Linked DNA regions of Mus musculus: region 2 is linked to region 1. Evidence: chromatin contacts called from public Hi-C data. All regions are on one chromosome and are shown on one strand. Each heading gives the region's core, a stretch centred on a gene start, on an enhancer-like site or on the middle of the called end of the contact. The rest is flanking DNA. Distances are from core to core; before and after follow the strand shown.

What was found. Hi-C and Micro-C count contacts between places; a contact is called where the count stands out from the background.
Region 2: a contact with region 1 is called in a Hi-C map of the N1E-115 cell line, with 4 times the contacts expected there. The contact joins two enhancer-like sites. A contact is called at or near these places in 5 of 484 Hi-C or Micro-C datasets (the AML12 cell line, the N1E-115 cell line, cortical neurons and 2 more) and 4 of 115 datasets of contacts at active chromatin or transcription factors (differentiating embryonic stem cells, embryonic basal ganglia, embryonic midbrain and 1 more).

What each region holds. Positions count from the first base shown.
Region 1 is chr2:174,047,583-174,052,461 of GRCm38.p6, forward strand. No RefSeq gene overlaps it. Among named protein-coding and RNA genes, the nearest start is that of Stx16, 27 kb to the right of the region's middle. Within about 2 kb of position 2,164, at least 49 of the 459 cell types and tissues checked have an H3K27ac peak or open chromatin away from gene starts, as enhancers often do. A contact at or near this core is called in the N1E-115 cell line, where this site is marked.
Region 2 is chr2:173,788,401-173,793,279 of GRCm38.p6, forward strand. It overlaps the pseudogene Gm14371. Among named protein-coding and RNA genes, the nearest start is that of Vapb, 53 kb to the left of the region's middle. Within about 2 kb of position 2,026, at least 109 of the 459 cell types and tissues checked have an H3K27ac peak or open chromatin away from gene starts, as enhancers often do. A contact at or near this core is called in the N1E-115 cell line, where this site is marked.

The DNA.
Region 1 (4,879 bases), core at 914-3,413:
AGATGGACCATTGGACCCCCTCGGTGGTTGTGAGCTGTCATGTGGGTGCTGAGAACTAAACCCAGGTCCTTTGTAAGAGCAGCCAGTGACCTTGACCTCTGAATCAGCTCTCTAGTTTCACACTGTAGGACATTTAAAGTTGTACTGGGCTTTGTATTGTAATATTAACACAATATCTTGGGAACAGAGACTTGAAAGGTCATGATTTAAAGTAATATTTGTGTATGTGCATGTGCATGCATGTGTGTGTGTATGCATGCGTGTGCATGAACATGCGTGTGTGAAGTGGCCAAGGGGTGGTGTGTCCTAGTTGTCTTTAACTGTCAACTTGATACAGCCTAGAGTCACATGAAAAGAGAGTCTCAACTGAGAGATTGTTGAGCTTGGATTGGCTCATGAGTATGTTTATAAGGAGAGGTCCCAGCCCACTATGGGTGGCACTCTCCCTTAGCAAGTGGTCTTGAGCCAGGTAAAAAAGTTAGCTAAGCAAAAGCCAGAAAATAGCACTTCTTTATGGCTTCTGCTCTCCCAGGGATGGACTGTGACCTAGAAGTCTAAGAGAAATAAATATTCCATTCCTCTAAATTGGTTTTGGTTGTGGCGTTTATCTCGGGAATAGAAAGCAAACTCAAACAAGAGGAGCCTCAAAATTGGAGAGGATTTGATGGTGAAGAGCAGGCTCAAATGACCCATTTTCTTCATCAAGCCCTACTCAGTTACAAAGCACAGGACCAAGCGACTTAAAGAAAGAGGAGTTTATTTTGGCTTATGATTCAGAGAAGCAGTCCATCATGGCTGGCAAATCACGGTGGTAGAGCCTGAAGCAACTGGCCATGTTGTGTCTGCAGTCAGGACACAGACAGAAAAAAAGGCTGCCGCTTGGCTCACTGTCTCCTTTCTATTCAGTCTGAGACCCCAGCCCACATTCAGGGTGGACTCTTCCTACTTCAGCCAGCCATATCTAAACAATCCTTCATAGACTTGCTCAGAGCCAACAACTAGGATTAGCTGTCATGATCCTCTTCCACTCCCAGATCCTGTTTCCTGATCCACTGAAGGGAGATCTACCTTCATCAAAGTGACCTGAGACATCCTTTGAGTGCCTGGTGCCATGTCTCGCCTGAACTCAGGGTGTGCCTGTGTAACCTTTATGAGCTGTGTGATGCTCCTGTATAAAGAGGACTAGTTGAGGGGAGACCCTGGGAATTCTTACTGAGAAGGATTCCCTTAGAAAGATGCAGGGTGTCATTCTAGAGGGCATGGTGTCAATGAGAGGAGCTGCAGGGCGCTGCTACCCAGTGAGCGTGTGGACCTGGTGATATCCTACAGACACCTCATCTGGGAGGCCATGCTTATCACTTCCCTTTGGATACGTCTACTTCAGAGGCCAGGGTTCTGAGCCTGGGCTCCATCACACTAGCAAGGGCAATGGCAGGAGCCTCTGCAAGAAGCAGCCTTATCAATGGTGACAGTGGGACAAGCTTGTGGCTGCTCTGGGTCTTGCTGCTGGGAACACCCAACTCACAGAAGTGGTGAAGCCCATCCTATCCAAGGATGCCTGGGTCTCTGGAAGTTTTGCCTCCTCATAAATTCCTCCAGCTTTCTGTCCTGATGATATTGTATGCTGGAGGAACTCATGAGATATTGTTTCTCCCAAGAACTCAAGCAATGGTGAAATATTTGATGATATAGTTTCCATAAGATCAACAAATAACTGTCAGCCTCTTTGGAGCCAAGGCTGCCTTCCTTGAGAATCAACATACGGAACTTGTTTATAATTTGAAATAAAACAGACTCCCCAGCCCCCTTCTTCTCTTGCCTCTGTTTCCCGCTAGCTAGGACCCTGCCCTGTAAATGCATGAGTGTTTTTGCCTCCAAGCTTCTGTCACTGTTTAAACTGGAAATTGTTATCTACTCCCTTGGCTTGACCATGCTCCCACAGCCTCTCAGCAGCCTCTGTTGCTGCTTACCTCATCCTCCTGTACCTCTGGACCTCTGAGCAAGTGATCTATGCTGTCTCCTCCCAAGCATCTGCCCTCTCCTGCTCTAGAGAGTACTGAGAAAAATCCAAAGGAGTCTCATTGCAACAAGAACTCCCAGGGTGGGAGGGGCTTTGCCTGTACAGTCTCATCTGCCCACAGCTGGTGCTCTGTGCTTGCCCTTGCAGGGGTGGGGGTGGGGAATTCACCTCTCACCCTCCGTGTGTGCTATTTGTATGCATGCCTTCCACAGCCCCATTTAGAGGGGGAGGAAACTGAGAGAATAGGTGTCACGCCCCTAGCTTAGTGGTGTGGCTCTGTAGGACCTGTCACCAATTCTGTCCCCAAAGCCTGGCTTTTAACACCATGGGAACATCCTAGCAAAATCCCCCAATAGCCATTTAAGAAGGACTGGGCTCAGGGCATGCTTTAACTACCCTGAGGGCTATGTTTGTTCAGATGTTAGATTTTTCACAGGGGTTCAAGTTTCTTAGTTCTGAGCAATAAAAGAGGGGGGAGGGGAAAGAAAGAGAGAGAAGACACCACATGTAAGTCCAGCCTCCAACCTAATGCACTTCTCTCTGGGCCTCTCCCAGCTCCTGAAGCCCCCTCCCCAGCTGTGACATCACCATTCAGCCCCCGCAGATGACAGCCCTGTGATCCATCACCAGCCATCTGCTTTCCTGCTGCTGGGGACAGGAGAGCCTGGAGCTGGCCCCACTGGGCTGGGAGGCAGCTGCACCTGCCCATCATAGCTCACGAAGGGCTGTTTGCATTTGTTCGTGTTGGTCCCCACCCCCACCCCCTCCAGCCCCCCACTATCTCAAGATGTGACATCTTCCCATCCAGGCCTGGAGTTTCTAGCCAGTCAGACAGCCTCCCTTGCTCACAGAGACTCGGCCATGAGATTGAGATCTGATGAGATAAAGCCTTGGGCATCTGTGAATCAGTTCATGGTTCAGGCCATGATGAAAGGGGCTGTTTATGCTCAATAGATACCCGGAGCAAATTGAAACCAGGACCCAAGAGCTTCAGAGAAGTATCTCTGCTTCAGCCTCTTGAAAAATTAGGGCAAAGTCTAAACACTTGTCAGTCTTATCACTTCCTTGAGAAGGATGATTTTGTAATGTGGCATGAAGCCATTTGCCAAGAGAGAGATACCCCAGTTGCTTTGGGGGCTGAAGGCCAGCATCTTCATCCTCTGGGTCTATAACATAAACACTGAATTCCAGCCCCACGTTAGAGAGAGAAGTTGATAAGAGGTTTAAGGAGGTAGAAAGGAAATGAATAGCGAGTTTTTGCTGCCTCTTATTTCCTAAAGGGGGGGGGGGGGAGAAGTAAGCAAAGAGCAACCAATGAAGCATCAGATGTTCCTTAAAAAAAAAAAATTAAAAGGCTCTTTTCTGTCTCTACCTTGGGACAATGACCTCCCCAGACAGCAGCCCCACAGGCCCCTTCAAAAGGGCACAATTACCCCCGTGGCGTCTGTCGGTTCTGCTTGACTTGGAGAAATGGCTCCCTCCTCGGAGTTCCTAAAACATTTATCATCCCAGCCATTCCCTGGGCAATTAATCAGGTGCTGCCTTGACTATCAGCGAACGTTGTATCGAGCGCTATTTAACCCTTATCAGCACTGGGGCTCTCGACAGCTTGTCTTTCGGACTCAACCGGAGCTTCTAGAAGGCCGGGCAAAAGGTCCACCCCTCTCTATGTCCGGTGCTCACTCCCTGAAGATGGTTAGTCTTACCACCAAGGGAGGGTCTGTCTGTCCCTGGATAGAGGGCATTTGCATTTGCATTCAGGATGCTTAGCTGGGGACTGAGACTCTCAGTGCTCACAAAAGGGCCATCTGCACTGGATTCCTTATGAATACTGTTACTGGCTTGTTTGAACATGACTGAGTATCTGTGTTGATTGTTTGGATTTTTAAAAAGATTTATTCTATTTTAGGAGAAGAAAGAGAGAGAGAGAGAACACAAAAGTGGGGTACCCCAGAACCCAGAAAAAGGTATCTCTTTGAACTGGACTTACAAGCATTTGTGAGCTACGTGGCATGGGTTTTAGGGACCTAACTCGAGTTCTCTGCAAGAGTAACAAACCCTCCTAATCGTTGTTCCATCTCTCCAGTCCTGCTGTAAAACTGTTCATGATTATTGTGGGAGGGGGATACATGCCATGGTCTGTGTGCAGAGGTTTGAGGGCAATTTTATTCAGTCAATCTGTCCTTCTGCTTCCAGAAACTGAACTCAGGTCATCAACCTGGTATCGTTCACTGGGCAGCAAGAGCCTTCATCCACTGAGCCATCTCTCTGCCCTGCTTCCCTGAGAATGAGCCTCCCTGGGTGCCAGGCATTGTGCTTCTGCAGACACTTAGAGCTGCAGTCATATCCTTTCCTGATGAGTTCTATCTGGAAAGTCCTGATGAGTCCTGATGAACTATCTGGAAACACCAGGCTCCGGTTCTGTTTGTTCTCTACCGCTGGATACCCTTGTTCCCCGCGTGGCAAGCTGTCTGCTTCAAAGGCCCTCCAACTGTGTCACAGACCTCTCAGTCTGGGTGAAGGAAGCTGTTTTGATCTCAAGTGTGGCGTGTGGCTTTCAAAGGACAGAGGGTTTGTAGATAGACATCTCCCACAGTCCCCCACAGAAGTAAAGAAGGAGGGTTTGCCAGCAGGGGATGGGGTGCGGATCCACAAGTCTGGAGCGAGGACTCTGAGAGGCCCGTACCCAATGTAGCTGGCAAATGTAGTCTGTGACTCAGCAGTTCATTTCTCCAGCCCGAGGAAGATAGAAGACTTGCAGCAGGACAAGTGAGGATCTAGGTAGCACTCGGTTTGTTTATGGGATGAAGGCTGCAGGCATTCCAGATAAGCCAGCCACCGCTGGGCCACTGGCTGTCC
Region 2 (4,879 bases), core at 776-3,275, 260 kb before region 1:
ATAGACCAGGTTGGTCTCTAACTCACAGAGATCCATCTGCCTCTGCCTCCTGCATATTGTAATTTTCAAGATTTCTTTCTTTCCCAGTTTGTATTTGTGAGTGACAACTGCTTCTTGTGTGTATGTATGTATGTATGTTTGGTGTTTGGGAATTATTTCTAGAGATAGGATCTCCTGTGATCCAAGCTAATATCCAACTTACTACAAAGTTGAAGCTGGCCTTGAGCTCCTGCCCCTCCTATTTCATCACCATATTTAGCAGATGTAGATTTTTTTTTCCTCTAGGGACATAATTGTTCTTTGATACATGTTTGCTTTTTCTAGCCAAAGAAACTGGGAAAGGCAGGTTTTTTATTTGTTTGTTTGTTTGTTTGTTTGTTTTTCTGTTTTCTGTGGTGCTTAGAATCAAACACAGGCCTTTGTCTGGTCTAGCACATGACTTTGTGCATATTTAAAGGGTTAAAATCTTCCATCTGCTATCTGGCTGCATGCTCTTGCTCACTTCCTCTATGGAAGCCATGGACAACAGGATGCTGTGCGCTATCTAACACTAGGGTTCGATTCACAGCCCATATCATTCTCAGTATGATAATTCTGCTCCTGGTTGTCGCTGACTCCAAGGGGTTGAATGTTTGGTTCTTCTCTGGCTCTAGCTGGACACAACTCCTTAATTTACACACTTAGAAGCACTGCAAAGATGCCCTGTGCCCAGCCCTTCTGCTCTTCTGTTGTTGTAAGCTGGCCAGGCAGCCAGTTCTCTAAGCCCAGACCTGTGACACATGAGCTTGCTTCTGAGCCTTATCCTGACCACCTACGAATTCAGCTCTCCAAGGCCTACTGTCAGGGAGGAGCTACTACCTATCCATCCCAGCCTCAGTCTCACTCCCATCTTGCTGGCCACATTCTCTTCTCCCTTTCTACTTAGCCTAGAACTTCTGAAGGAAGTGGAGGGAGAGGAACAGAGCCCTGACCCTCTTCAGCTCAGAGTCTGAAAGCCGGACTCCCTCCTGAGGTGTCTTGCATTTCTTTTAACAAACAAGACCTCCTTTGCTTGTTACTTCTCCCCTTAGTCTAAGAGATTTAAAAGGTACCCCAGGACTAAGATATCAATTATTAAATGCCCCCTAGGAAGGGCAACACACTGGGAGGAGGCCCCCCTCAACAAGTCTGCACAGTGTTGTTGGTTTTCTAATTGGGGGCTGGATGGCCTAGAGCCCTCTGCCAGTCACCTGCTGTGGGGCAGGCCTTCAGGGCCAGGGCAGGAGGCTTGACCGACCTATGGCTCTTTCAAGGGGTTCAGGACCTCTCGGTCCCTTGGGGTGCCTGGGACAGTGTCAGGTCCCGTGGCCTCCTGATCTGAGACAGGAGTTACCCTCGATGCTCTAAAACCAACTACCCCAAGAGAGCCAAGTGTCCTCCAGGTCTTATGTCTGCGTTTGGCTCCGTCCATTCTTTCTGAAAAAGCAGTATGGAGAGTGCTTAAAGCCAGTGTGTGCCTTGTAGATACTTAATAGCCCATCCTGAGCCTCCAGACAGGATGCGGGCGGCATTTACCCATTCAGCCAGTGTTTGGTAAGCTCCCGCCTGCAGGGCCAGGTGACACTGCAAGCGGGAGGCCCAGCAGGGGCCCTGACAGGAGGTCTGCTGTTCTGGAGATCCAAGTGAATAAACAGGATGTTGTTGATAAATGTGTGATGGAGATGTAGGGGGCGACAACCCAGCTGAGCAGGGGCTGAAGGAGCCGGAAGGAGTGGGCTGAGCTCTGTGAGAAAACAGAGATGACCACAGAATGGCTGGCATGGAGGAGGGGGCTGCCTGGACTATAGGAGAGTCCTCCAGTGTGGACGGATGATTTCTGCCCTTTGTGGAAGTGGGTCTTCCATCTCTTCAGGTGACTAGCTCTGAGCAGACGGGAGGTGGACGGCTGCCACCCGAAGCCCACCTCTGTAAGTGGGAACAACCCCTGCCCCCAGCCCTCATCAGTGACTAATGGCCCTGCACCAGCCCCTGCCAGGGCCCTAATGCAATTCCACCTGCGTCAGAGGCTCCAGCCAGAGCCTGAGTCACCCTGGCTCCCAGGAGAGGACACACGGAGAGGCCGAGCGAGCGTCAGCAGCACACACACACACACACACACACACACACACACACACACACACACACACACACACACACACTGCTTCTTTGCTCGGTGGTACCGCTGGGAGATTAAACACATTCGCTTAGAGAAAAGCAAAGAAACAACGGCCTCTGCTAGGCAGAGTCTGGTAGCTAACGGGCCTCCGAGAGCTGTGTACAATCTAAACTTTTTATTAAAAAGAAAAAAAGCTCTTTTGCTCTCCTGGGACTTGCACTGTGAAATTATCAACCGCACGGGCTTTGCCTCCCTGTCAACGTGACTGCACACACAGTGGAGAACATTAATTTTGTTTTGTTTTTTCACAGCCGAGACTAGGCTCTTCCCTTCTGCCAAGGAGAATGCTTCTGGGTCTCTCTCTCTGCCAGGGTGGCAAGGCCTGGGGGTTTCGAGGCCCTGGCCTCTGCCCACCACTTCTCTCCTCACTAAAAGAGGCTTTCTTCTGTCAGCTCTCTCCATAGTGGGCATAGCGAACGAAGCCCAGCCCGGAAGCACCCTCTGATTTAGCGTATGTAACCAGGTAGCACAGGACCTGCTGAGCCATTCCAAATGACCTTCCCTGTTACAGCAAGAAGCCCCCACATTCCTCCTAGAACGCCCTGACCTCTGTCCCCAGCCGGGATCTAGCTGACCCAAGCCTCTGCTTACTGTGAAGCCCTGTGCCAAGCCCCTCTCTGTGCCCACATGTCTCCATATGGAAGCTACAGAGAAACTGCTTCAGTCTTTCCCACCAGGGAGGCCACAAGTGGCCTTTGGCTTTCACCAGTCCCTGTATCCTCAAGAGTCACCTATGTTCTCAGGCCCTTTCCACCCGGCCCCAGGCATTTCTGAGCCCACCGGGAAGATGCTGAGATGGGGTTACATTGTCTAGAAGATAGACATGAATGAATTAAAAGCCCTTCTAACACTGATCAACATGTGGCCATGGTGGGTGGAAGAGAGGGGGGGGGGTGATGTTTTGGGGGGAGGCACTAATGCTAGTCTTCTTGAGGAGATAGTATTCAGTCTGAGACTTGAATGAAAGTGCCGAGGGAGGACATGTGGCAGAGATCCCCAGCCAGCCCCCTTCTGCAATCAAGAAACAGAGAGGCAGACACATCTGGGGTGTAGGGAGCCTTGGCTGGACGCTGCTGCAGACAGCCAGAGCTTCGGTGCTCCGTATAGGAGGCACAATGGAGGGATGAGGGAGGGGGTATTGGGAGTACGCAGCAGGCTGGGCTTCACCCCTGCTTTGTTCCTCTCTCCTCTCTCCCACATGTCTTTTCTTTGGAACTATAGTCCCGTTGGTTGACTTTAATAACCAGTGAGAACATTTTTCAGGCTGTTTAACTTTATTAAAAGATTTAAATTTGATGATGAACGTTGGCATGGTTGCTTCAAGCCTCAGAGGCTCGCTCAGCCATGGCTGTGTCCTCGACACCTACTGTCATCCCCACAGGGCTAACCTCCCTCCCTACTGCCATGTAGTCCAGGACTGTAAATAATCTAATTATTTCTTGTACTTTGGTAAATATGCCAGGAACACTCGTAGCTGTCTGAGACCCACAGAGAATATTAACTTGGTGCCTTCCCCCCTCCCCTCTCCCAGAGAAGAATGGATAATAAGTTAGAGCAGTCTCCTTGGCCTGATTGAACCACACACTGTCTCGGAGAGGCCAAGGGCTTTCCTCTGCATGCATCATTAGCCTCATATAGGATTGTTCAAGATCTGTGATAAGAGACACGGGTGGGAGGAGGCAGAAGGAGCTGGGGACAAGTGTCTCACAGCCCTGAAAACCCTTGAGCCCACTAGGACACCAGTTAATCTCGCAGTGTGCAGATGACGGACACCTAGGCCTATGAGCAGGGTCCCCACCGTGATGACAGCACCCCTGAGCGGATGAGAACCCGCTATATTAGCATCGCGGTGTGGGGACATTGGGGGGGTCAGGCTTGCTGGGTCCTGCCTCCAGATGTTGCTATGCAGCCTCATGGCCCTGACCTCCCCCTGGGGCAGTCCCGAAGATGCTTGCTGTGTTCCTCCCCGTCTGTTGACAGCAGCAGATTCTGGAAGAAGATGCAGGGCTAATTACAGAGCACATTGTGCTGCAGCTATCATTAGTATTAATTAGTTTCCAAAGGCAGAGATGCACTTTCCTCCGTGGACTATGCCCCCGCTTGGCTAGCCCTAAGCTTGCAGGCGCTAGGCGTGGGCGAGGGAGACTTAGAGGCCGCAGCCTGCGGGGAGAGGCCAAGGTCTCAGCTCAGATCAAGCCCTCTTTCCATGCTCTGTGGCCCTTGAGGACCGGATTTATCCGTGTGCTGTGTTGCCAGCTTGAGGTCTGACTTACAGAAGCAAAGGCAGATGCCCAAAGATGCCAACAGGCAGAACTCAAGAAAGCCGGCTGGCCCCAGAGAGACAAGGCCTTTACCAGAGAGCTGAGAAGCACTGAAAGCCCCAAGCTGCATCTTTAATTCATGCCCTGGCTTGAGTTTGTATTGCTAAATTCAAATTAATGATCTCTACACCGCAACCCAGAACCTGGCCAAGCGGAAGGAAGCACCTTGGGCACCATCAGACAATGTTCTCTCTGTCTCAATACCCAAGGTGACGAAGGGCCGGTAGACTGACACCAACCTCAGCGACAGGATTAAAACTAGCAGTAGGGTTTTAGAAACCACGTTTTGCAGCCATATCCAGGTCTGTGGTCTGTACCCCTGAATACAGGCTAGACTAGAAGTGGCAGGGTCGTATGTGTCCAT